Linked DNA regions of Sus scrofa: region 2 is linked to region 1. Evidence: chromatin contacts called from public HiChIP or PLAC-seq data. All regions are on one chromosome and are shown on one strand. The core of a region is the stretch at or near the end of the contact, and the rest is flanking DNA. Distances in the headings are between cores, read along the strand shown. Region 1 overlaps KIF24 (kinesin-like protein KIF24). Region 2 overlaps UBAP2 (ubiquitin-associated protein 2).

Region 1 (5,602 bases), core at 1,149-3,648:
GGACAGTCTTGCTGCCTCTGTGATCACTAGGGCCTGGCAAAGGCAGATCCTCCTGTTTCTAGCTCAGATCCCTTTGCTGTGGTCCCTGGGCCCCCCATAGGAAGTAGACATGACAGCACGCTGAGCAGCAGGCTCTGCCTTGTGCTGAGTGTGCCAACTGCACGGAAGCTGTGGGCAGCTCCTCGGAAGAGCAGCAGCATCCAGCCCTGTCCCTTAGTGCACCTGGAGAGGCAGGGGCAGCTCCAGAGGCCCATCTCTTCCTGATACTTCACTGCTGCCCCCTGGTCTCTTGACAAGGCCTGAGAAGAATGCGTGAGAAGAAAGTCTTGACTTCTTTGAGCAGAAGCAGTTCCTGTCCTGGAAATAAGGCTCAGTTCCAGAAAGCTGCCCTGGGGGGATGGGAGGCCCAGACGATCACAGCGTCCTGTCCCTTCTGGTTCCTAGGCAGGTGGTCATCCGAGCACACCAGGAACAGCTGCATGAAATGGCCAAGCTGGGCTTCAAGGAGGAGACCCTGATGAGCCAGCTGGCTCCTAATGTAAGTGGTTTTGGTGGACTCCTCAGGAGCTCTTGGTAGTTAGTTAGCCTGCAGCTAGTTTGAGGGTCTTGTGCTGCAGCTGTGCGTCCAGAAAGGGTCTGCAGTCACACACTAACCTTGCTGAGGCCCTGGGCTGCTCAAGTCACTCCTGAGACTGTGCAAGGCCAGGCACCAGATGGTGCTGCACTCCCCATGGTGGGGCTAAAATGTTTCCAGCCTCTGTCCTTTGCCTCTGGCTTGTGGGGGCCCCTCCTTGTGATGATAACAGTGACATGCCTGATGCAGACCAGGGATACTTCTATGAAACCACCCTGCTGCCCTACAAAATATCTCTCTACATAGAAAAGTGTCTTAATGCAGCGAAGTGGATCCCACCCTGTGCCATAGTGACTGTCTTGCCAGTTTTCCAGCTGGAGGAAGGGCCTGAGCTCTTCCTGCAAGAAAAGGGACTAGAAAAGGAGATCTGCCAGAGGGCCAGCAACAGCAAGAGTTCCATGTGTCCTTTGTTTCCTTCCCTAGGATTTTGAAGATTTTGTGACCCAGTTGGATGAAATCATGGCTTTGAAGTCCAAGTGCATCCAGAGTCTGAGGAGCCAGTTGCAGCTATACCTGGCCTGCCACAGGCCTGCCACAGCCCCTGAGAGGACAGCGGTATCTTAAAGCAAAACCCAGTATGGGGTGGCTAGGCTCCTGAGGGCTGAGGGCCTCTGCCAGGTCCCCCTGCAGATATACTAGAACCCACTACCTAGTCCTGCCCATTCTGGCCTCTCCCAAGCCACACACAGCCTTGGCTGGGCCCAGCTCCTTTCTTGGGGCCAGGTATATGCCCCTCAGTTCTAAGCACAGGAGCATCTATAAGGAAGGACAGATCAGCCCAAAAAACTTAATGTACCCTTCCCTTTTCTTTGGAGCTAGAGGAGTATTTGCCTCACTGAACCTTTTTCTGTAGATGTTTCTAAATTTGGGGATCAGAGGATGGGGATGGTCTGGTAACCTAGAGGTTGGAGGTCACAGGCTGAGCCTAGAGATTTTATCATCTGGATTCAGTGCCTTTCTCTAGGACTCGATCAAAAACTAAAACAATGGTGCTAGTGGGGCAGGGGCCACGTGAGTTCTGCCCCTTCAGCCCTTGGAGGTTGATTTTGGACTTTAGCTTTTGAAAATGCAGACTGAATAAACTTTGACTTGCTGTGTCTTTAACAGCAGCAGATATGGAACAGACTTTCTGCTTCCAGTTCCTCTCCCTCCTACAATCCAGAAGAGGGTGCTTTACTCTTTTCCCATCTCTGCCTTTTCCTGGGACCATGCACCTGTTAAAAGCCATTATGTTCCTGGCTCCTGCCTTTGAGTCCCCACCCACCACGCTCCCTCACGGAATAGCTGAATAGCTGCAGAATCTAAGGCAAGTTTCTCTCTAGCTTCACCTTCATCCAAGATATCCTTGGCCATCTACCCACCTCTTAGTGGCCTGTGTTCAGTGTCTTGGCATTGAGGGCTGAGGTCAATAGTCTGAGACTCTGAAGTAGTCAGAGTCACACCCTTCATGTGAGTTCTGCTTGCTGTTTATCTTTTTAGCAGAAAGAAGCTTAAGACAAGAAATACCAAGTGGCTTCCAGGTGGCCCATCACTTAGCAAGGCCACCATATGATATTGAGATTCACATGCCAAAGACTTGGCCCTGATGCCCACTTTATATGAAACTAATTTCCTATATGAAACTAAAAGGTAAAGGGTAACTTTTATAGGTCTTAAAGGAAGGATTTTAAGTAATTTTAAATTAATTTTAAAGGCCAGAAGAGGGGCTAGTTTTCTGAGGCAATGGCCATGCCTTATCTGACCACCAGAGGGCAGCCTCTCTCCAGCTTGGTGCTTTCCAGCCTTAAGGTTCAGCACCCATTCCTCAATCACTGAAAAAATTAGAGAACCCACCTGAACCAAGAGCATGGAAGGGGACTAGAAGACAGTATGAAGTATAAGGACAAGAAACTTCAGGGATAAATCTAGGGCCATCGATATACTAGCACCACTGAGAGCTGGGGAAGCAGTTTTGAATCCATCCTGCCTGTGGAACACATAATATACCTGATGGTGCTCACCCGACAAGGGGCTTGTTCCTCATTTCCGGGTGATTCCCCTGAAGGCCAGCCTGTCTCATCTCCACAGTAAGTCTTGCAGGAAGGCCCAGAGACCAAACTTGGGCAGGTTTAAAGAGACCTCCCCGTCTTGGCCTGCCTTTGCAAACCAAAAACCAGGGCACAGCTCCTTCCCAGAATTTGAAGAAAGTACTGAAACAACAGAAAATGGTTAGGTCCCATTCCAATCCCAGCAAATCTCAGCAGGAAATCCTTCATCAACCACTCACCTCCACCCCTCCGTGAAAGAGCCCTTGGCAATAAAGAAATGATCACAGCAGGACATACCTTTTAGATTTTTATTAGTAGTTCTCTCTGAAGAATGAAAATAGTTAGCAAATTACATTAGATTCATCAAGACTGTATATCCTCTGTATTTAGATCTTTAATGATGTACAACATAATACAAAACAAAGAGACGGATTTCTATGACTAGGTGTTACTGTGTCATCCTAGAGCAAAGGGCTGGAGGGAGAGGCTGTTCTCCAGGGAGAACTGAGGTGGAGTTAGTGCTGAGTGACCAAATCACCGCCTGTTTTTTTCTTCCCCACTTGATGCACTGGGAAGGGGCCAATGATTTCTTAAAATGACAACTGTTCCTAGAACAAGGGGGCTCTAAAATCCTGGGTAGCAAACGACTGTGGTCTCAACCAGACCAAAAGAAACAGGCTGGGGCAGGAAAGTAATGCAATTGCCTAGCAGAAAAGGCAAACTAGGGCCCCAAGGGAAAGGGCATTCTTTGCACCTCAGAGACATTGCAGAACCAGTGTAACACTAAGTGACATGAAGGGGGAAAAAAACAAAACCCTGGAAGAACCTCTCAATTGCACTCAACCTGGATTAGAGGTCAGTCCACCCTTGCAGAGGAGGAAAACATCTAGCCCCAAAGCAGCACTGAGTCTGGCCCTCCCACCCCTTCTCCCCAGCTCCTTCTGGCAGCTGGGGTGGGTTCCGGTTGAGGCCAAACAGACCCCAGAAAGACCAGAGAAGTCTCTCTGGAGGGCCAAGGTGGGAAGGACACTTCTCAAAATACAAATACATTTAATATGGAAGGAGCCAGGACAGTTCTGGGCACATGAGCCTGCCCAAATCTTTCCCACTTTCTCCCCAGCTCAGGGCCTCGGCTCATAGAGACCTGGCGAGCACCGTCTCCACACCTGACCTTCCACCCCCAAAAGAAAATCCAGAAGTGTACCCCTTCTCCTTCCCCACAGATGGGCTGCTCAGGGCCTCTGGCAGGGGTGGTTCCGTGGCAGGGCCTAGGCAAGGCCTATCTCAGCTGGCTCCCGCCCGAGCCATGAGGTCTTCCAAAGCATTGTCCTGGTCATTGTTGTGTAGGAGCAGAACTTCCTTAATGTCTTTCAGTTCAAAGCCCATTTCCTTAAATTTGCTCATTAACTGAAGAAACTCCATCATCTAAGGGAAAAAAGAGAGTAGACTCAAGAAAGAGTTCCAGCCACAGAAAATAGCTGAGTGGAGCAATGTGTGTGTAAGGGGACTGCTGGGGGAGCCTGCATCCTTCGCCAGAGCCTCATGAACCCCTCTGAGGTCCCCAAGCAAGCAGAGGAGGGCCATGGAGGAAGCCGGGGTGACAGGTGGGTGCCAATCAACCTCCAGAAGGTGTGCCCAGTCCCAACTCTAGCTGACCTTTACTCAGGTCCCACCCACTGTGGGCATCCGTGCTCCCACTCAGGAGGATACTGGTCTCAGAAAGGGCTGCCCTCCAGCAAGCAAGCCAGGTGAAGTGATGAGCAATCTCCCCCATCATCCCAAAGTATGCCTGCTTTTTTTTTTTTTTTTTTTTTTTTTTTGGTGATGGTGATTTTACCCTTCCCTCCACTAGGCTTCTAGATAAGTCTTCAACCCAATTATCTGAGCCTAACACCCAAACTAGCCAAATGCCGTATGCACACAGGAGGTTCTGTGCTTCAACAACTTCTGCCCACAGTCAGTGGAAGGAATAAAGACTGTGGTCCAGGAGGACCCCCAGGACAGACGACTTTGTTCTTTCCGGAGGGTTCTTATAAAGCATGAGGTGCCTACCTTTTCCTCTGAACACTGATGCATTTCCAGAGCCTCTTCCACTAAAAGAGGGTCGAAGCCTTTCTCACAGAGCTGTCCATGTGCAAAGAGATAGTCGAGAATCTAAGGGAAGAAAAAGGTTTAGGCGTTCCCGTTGTGGCTCAGTGGTTAACGAATGTGACTAGCATCCATGAGGACGTGGGTTCAATCCCTGGGCTCGCTCAGTGGGTTAAGGATCCAGCATTGCCGTGAGCTGTGGTGTAGGTCACAGATGTGGCTGGATCTGGCGTTACTGTGGCTGTGGTGTAGACTGGCAGCTGTAGCTCCAATTCGACCCCTAGCCTGAGAACTTCCATATGCCATGGGTACAGCCCTGAAAAGAAAAAAGAAAAAGGCTTAATTAAGCATCTACCGCCCATCCTGACTGTGCTTCCCAAAAGTCTTATGCACAACCAACAAGTATGACATCTGCTCCCCAGCTTGGCTTAGAATCAAAAGAGGACTTGACTTTGTACTTTGAACTGTGTCCAACACAGCAGGACCCGTGTGACTACCTGCTGACAGGCACGCCCTTCTAAACATGAGTAGCCACTTTTCAAAGGCATTCCTGTCACAGCTGACTCACACCTCCCAGCTGACGTCAGTCCACAGCCCAGAAAGGAAAGTCTTCTGAGAAACCACCCAAGTCAGAAAGTGCCCCCCAAAATTTAGGAACTCCCTAGGCAACTCTGACAGAATAAACATTTCTGGAAGAAGACATCTGACATACCTCAAGCCTAGTGTGCCCTCCCAGGAGAAGCAGAGAAAGGAATTAACTGGGTAACTGTCAACAGCTCCAATATTCCCAGGGCATTCCCTCAGCCTGGGTCTCAGAGCAGCCCCCAAAGCAGACGTGCTGAGGCTGCTGGTT
Region 2 (5,602 bases), core at 1,344-3,843, 260 kb after region 1:
GCAGATATGTTGCATCTTTACCCCTAAATACTTTAGTTTGAATATTTTTAAAAAACAGACAAGGCCTTATTTTACGTAATCACAATACAGTTATCAAAAATCAGGAAATTCTCTTTCTAATGTAATATATACATTATATTCATACTTTTTCAATTGTTTCAGTAATGTTCTTTTTAGCTAATTAAGTCCTTGACCATACATTGTATTATTCAGGGGTCAAGTCTCTTTAGTCTCCTTTAATGTACAACTTCCTCTGTTGCATGACATTAAAATATTTGAAAAATACTGGCCATTCATTTGTAGAATGTCTCCCAATTTTGGCTTGTCTCATACTTCCTCATAATTAGAGGGGGTATGCATTTTTGGTAGAAATACCACAGAAATCTGTCCCCCCCCCCCCCTTTTTGGCCGCCCTGCAGCATATGGAGTTCCTGAGCCAGGGATCAGACCTGAGCCACAGTTGTGACCTGTGTCACAGCTGTAGTAATGCTGGATCCTTTAACCCACGGTGCCAGATGGGGATTGAACTTGCATCTTGGTGCTGCAGAGATGATGCCAGCCCCATTGTGCCACATTGGAAACTCCTGGTGATGTGTTCAATTTTTTTTTTTTTAAATCTTTTATTTAGGCAGGCTCCTGTAGCTCCTTTTATTTGGGGTGGCCCATGGGAGGTCCCCAGGCTAGGGGTTGAATTGGAGCTGTAGCCATTGGCCTGCACCACAGCCACCCAATGCCAAATCTGAGCCACATCTGTGACCTACACCACAGCTTAGCAACGGCAGATCCTTAACCCACTGAGCAAGGCCAGGTATTGAACCTGCTTCCTCATGGATGCTAGTCAGATTTGTTTCAGCTGAGCTGCGATGGGAACTCCAATCCATTCTTAATGCATCATATCATGATGTACAAGACAGGTTTGTCTTATAAGCCAGTTATCCGTTTTGTTACTTGGTTGTCTGTTACCATCAGGGGATATTAAAACCTTCCAATTGTGTTTGGAGTTTTTGTTGTGGTACATGGGGGTAACAATCTGGCATTGTCTTTGCAGTGACTTGGATAACTCCCGAGGCTCGGGTTTGTTCCTTAGCCTGGTGTAGTGAGTTAAAAATCTGGTGTTGCCTCAGCTGTGGCTCTCATTTGACCTCTGGCCTATGAACTCCCATATGCCACATGTGTGGCAGAAAAAGGAAAGAAAAAAAACCCTCCGGTTTTTAATTTAATTTGTATTATTTTTTGTCTTTTTTTGGCCTGCAACCTCAGCATATGGAAGTTCCCAGGGTAGGGATTGAATTGGAGCTGCAGCCTCTGGCCTGTACCATGGCCACGGCAGTGTGGGCTCCGAGCCACTTCCGTAACCTACACCACTGCTCATGGCAATGCTGGATCCTTAACTCACTGAGTGTGGCCAGGGATCGAACCTGTGTCCTCATGGATCCTGGTCGGGTCCGTTACCCCTGAGTCATGATGGGAACTCATTCTAGTTTTGTTGTTGTTGTTGTAGCTTTTTTTTTTCTTTTTCCTTTTTTCCTCTTCAGGGCCGCACCAGTGGCATATGGAGGTTCCCAGGCTAGGAGTCGAATCAGAGCTACAGCTGCTGACCTATGCCACAGCAGTAGCAACGCAGGATCCAAGCCACGTCTTTGACCTACACCACAGCTCATGGCAATGCTGGATCCTTAACCCACTGAGCAATGCCAGAGATTGAACCTACAACCTCATGGTTACTAGTTGGATTCATTTCTGCTGAGCCACGATGAGAACTCATTCTAGTTTTTTAAAAGGTAAAATGCACTATGAAAAGTTACTTTACCAGTGAAAATGGGTTTGTTTTGGAATAGCAGAGAATTGTAATTCAAAACAAGTCATGGTAAAAACCATAGGCAAGTCCCACAAACAAAGGAGAGGAATGTTAATAGAGAAAAAGGAGGAAGTTGGGAGGGGTTGTTTTGAACAAAAATTAATAGAGAAGAGTAGTAAGTTTGAGGGTAATGAGCTTTCTCATTAGCTGAGTTGCTGGAGTAGTCGATTTCTTGTGGGGATGCAATGTACATCTTTTTCCTTTCTGGCCTTTTTACTGTAATTGACCTCTAGTGGTTCTACATGAGCACTTCCCCTTCCAGCCTCCTGATTCTCTTTTAGTGAAGTTTCCCTTTATGAATTTTCAGAGTATTTACTTTGAAAGATGGTTGTAGGGAATTAGAAATTGCATAAGTTGTATTGAGAAAGTGGTAACTTAAACTCATTTTTTTTTTTTTTTTCCTCTTGTCTCTTTGCCTTTTTCTAGGGCCGCTCCCTCGGCATATGGAGGTTCCCAGGCTACGGGTTGAATCAAAGCTGTAGCGGCCGGCCTACACCACAGCCACAGCAACACGGGATCTGAGCCATGTCTGTGACCTATACCACAGCTCATGGCAATGCTAGATCCTTAACCCAATGATCGAGGCCACGGATTGAACCCACATACTCATTGATGCTAGTTGGGTTTGTTAACCACTGAGCCATGAAGGGAACTCCTATTTCATTTATATCTACTGTAGTTTCTGCTGTTTCTGTCTTTAAAAACTGGGGAATTCCCTGGTGGCTCAGCGGGTTAAGAATTTGGCATTGTCATTGTGGCTCTCATTACTGCTGTGGTCTGCCTAGGAACTTCTGTATGCTGTAGGAGTGGCCAAAGAAACAAACAAAAACTGTTCAGGAGTGTTCCCACTGTGGCTTAGTGGGTTAAGAATCTAACTGCATCTTCTCAGGTTGCTGCTGGAGGTGTGGGTTTGATCCCTGGCTTAGTGCTTTGGGTTAAAGGATCTGGAGTCATCACATCTGTGGCATAGGTAACAGCTGTGGCTTGCATTCAGTCCCTGGCCTGAGAACTTCCATATGCCATGGGTACAGCCGTTAAAAAAGCAGAAACAAAAGAACAAAAACCTGTTCAGAATCAATGTTTTGGAATAATTATAATTTGCAAAAAAATTGAAAAATGCTTCAGGTCTCTATACCATTAAGCCACCTTCCTATTTAATGCTAACATTTTATATCACATGTTGGCAAACTTTTTCCAAAAGTCAGTCAGCAAATATTTGATGCTGTACAGATCACACACAATCTCTGTTACATGTTCTTTCTTTGTTTTGTTGTGTAATAACCTTTTTAAAATGTTAAAACCTTTTTTAGCTGGCACACTGTACAAAATCAGATCCTAAGCTCTAGTATACTAACTGCTGTTTTATATAATTATTTGTCAAAACTATGATAGTAGTATTGGAATAATATTAATAGGTAAATATAGACTTTATATATGTTTTCCTAGTTTTTCCAAGGCCTTTTTTTTTGGTTCCAGAATCCAGTCCAATTTGTTGTCATGTCTCCTTAGTCTCTTCTGATCTTTAACAGTTTTATCAGTCTTTCCTTGTTTTTTTCATGACTATTACTCATGTGAAGAGTATATTTATCTCTCTCTCTCTCTTTTTTTTTTTTTATGGTTGCACCTTTGGCATATGGAAGTTCCTGGGCTAGGGGTTGAATTGGAGCTGCAGTTTCCAGCCTACACCATAGCCACAGCAACTTGGGATCCAGATCTGTGCCCTACACCACAGCTTGCATCAACACCATATCTTTAACCCACTGAGCTAGGTCAGGGATCAAAACCCACATCCTCATGGTTACTAGTTGGGTTTGTTTCTGCTGAGCCACAATGGGAACTCATATTTATCAGTTTTTGAAATAATTAATTGGTGGAGTTCCCACTGTGGCACAGTGGGTTAAGGATTTAACTGCAGTGGCACGCATTGCTGCAGAGGCGTGGGCTCTGATCCCTGGCCTGGCACAGTGACTTAGAAGAATCCAGCATTGCCGTATTGTGGCCAGCATAGTTCACAGCTGAGGCTTGGATTCAATCCCTGGCCTGGGAACTTACATATACCACAAGCGTGGCCATCAAAAGAAAAAAATTTAATTGGTTACTTATCATTCTCCAAAGGTGTATAAATTAGAACTTTAAAAAAAAAACTTTAAAGTACTACTATAAATATTAAAATAATATAAATATTAAATAAATTTAGGATGTAAACATTTGAGAGGTTTTGGTTATTTCTAGTTATCATTTGAAGTTGAAATTCCATCTTTGGTCAGGTCTCTCTGTTTTTTTGTTTTTGTTTTTGTTTTTTTGTCCCGCGGCACATGGAGGTTCCAGGCTAGGGGTCGAATTGAAGCTGTAACCGCCGGCCTACAACAGAGCCACAGCAACGCGGGACCTGAGCCAGGTCTGCAACTTACACCACAGTTCGTAGCAGTGCCGGATCCTTAACCCACTGAGCAAGGCAAGGGATTGAACTTGCAACCTCATGGTTCCTAGTCAGATTCGTTAACCACTGAGTCATGATAGGAACTCTCTTGGTCAGGTCTCTTTAAATTGGATCCTGACTTGGTTCTGGTAATCCTTTTTTTGTGCCTTTTAGGGCCACACCTGTGGCATGTGGAACTTCCCAGCTAGGGGTCTAATTGGGGCTACAGCTGCTGGCTTATGCCATAGCCACAGCAATGCCAGATCTGAGCCTCCTCTGCAACCTACACCACAGCTCACAGCAACGCCGGATCCTTAACCCACTGATTGAGGCCAGGGGTTGAACCCTCAACCTCATGGTTCCTAGTCAGATTCGTTTCTGCTGTGCCACGATGGGAACTCCTGGTTCTAGTAATCTTTAATGTTTCTTTATAAACTGGTATGAAAAGATACTCTAGCGTTATCTTATGCAATTCCTGCTATGTACCTAGCTCAGATATTGCTCAAAGGAATCTTGCAGCTTTTAGTGGGAAAGGGCACTCAGAGACCTCAATCTGCTAAGTGATATTTATTGTTACTGGGTTTGTCATTGTTTTTAGGTTTCTCCAGTGGACAGAGTTAAAGGCCTCATGAGTTAATGTTGATAGTTCACATTCAGGACTATCAACATGGGGTTTTCTCATCTTGTATGTTACATGTTTATCACTTCTACACTGAGAATCCTAGTTTCCTCAGAACCAGGGGATAGAGTCATTAGAATTTTCCAAAATTACTTATTTGCTTTATCCCATTTTATGTGTATAACAGGTTTTTGTTTTTGCTTTTTGGGGTTGTACCTGAGACATATTGAAGTTCCCAGACTAGGGGTTGAATCAGAGCTGCAGCTGGCAGCCTATGACACAGCCACAGCAACTTGGGATCAGTGTTGGGTCTTTGACCTACACCACAGCTCACAGCAATACTGGATCCTTAACCCACTGAGCGAGGCCAAGGATCGAATCTCTGTCCTCATAGAAACTAGTCAGATTCATTTCCACTGAGCCACAATGGGAACTCCTATAACTGTTCTTAAGAATAACAGTATTGATGCTATTGCTGTTTCCCCCATTCTTACCCCATCTCTCCTGTGCCTAGTGCTGTTTTTATTTATACTTAGTTCTGAACTTTGGGTACTTGGCTTTTTTATTCCAGGTGCCTCCATAAATGTTGGCTGATGATGCATTTTTGGCACACAGAAGTTCCTGGGCCAGGGATCGAATCTGAGCCACATTGGTGGCAATGCTGTATCCTTAACCCACTGAACCACATGGGGATCAAACCTGTGCT

What was found. HiChIP or PLAC-seq counts read pairs in DNA pulled down with a chosen protein or histone mark.
Region 2: a contact with region 1 is called in an H3K27ac HiChIP or PLAC-seq map of alveolar macrophages. The contact joins two enhancer-like sites. A contact is called at or near these places in 1 of 47 Hi-C or Micro-C datasets (embryonic fibroblasts) and 1 of 2 datasets of contacts at active chromatin or transcription factors (alveolar macrophages).

Annotation. Positions count from the first base shown.
Region 1 is chr10:32,549,288-32,554,889 of Sscrofa11.1, forward strand. It overlaps KIF24 (kinesin-like protein KIF24), which reads left to right. Exons shown (of 14, transcript XM_013980172.2): 13 at 445-538; 14 at 1,058-3,476. The coding sequence ends at 1,198. It overlaps UBAP1 (ubiquitin associated protein 1), which reads right to left. Exons shown (of 8, transcript NM_001267841.1): 7 at 4,714-4,815; 8 at 2,956-4,086. The coding sequence ends at 3,946. Among named protein-coding and RNA genes, the nearest start is that of UBAP1, 74 kb to the right of the region's middle. Within about 2 kb of position 2,399, at least 4 of the 83 cell types and tissues checked have an H3K27ac peak or open chromatin away from gene starts, as enhancers often do. A contact at or near this core is called in alveolar macrophages, where this site is marked.
Region 2 is chr10:32,805,513-32,811,114 of Sscrofa11.1, forward strand. The region is part of intron 2 of UBAP2 (ubiquitin-associated protein 2); the gene reads left to right. Among named protein-coding and RNA genes, the nearest start is that of UBAP2, 53 kb to the left of the region's middle. Within about 2 kb of position 2,594, at least 2 of the 83 cell types and tissues checked have an H3K27ac peak or open chromatin away from gene starts, as enhancers often do. A contact at or near this core is called in alveolar macrophages, where this site is marked.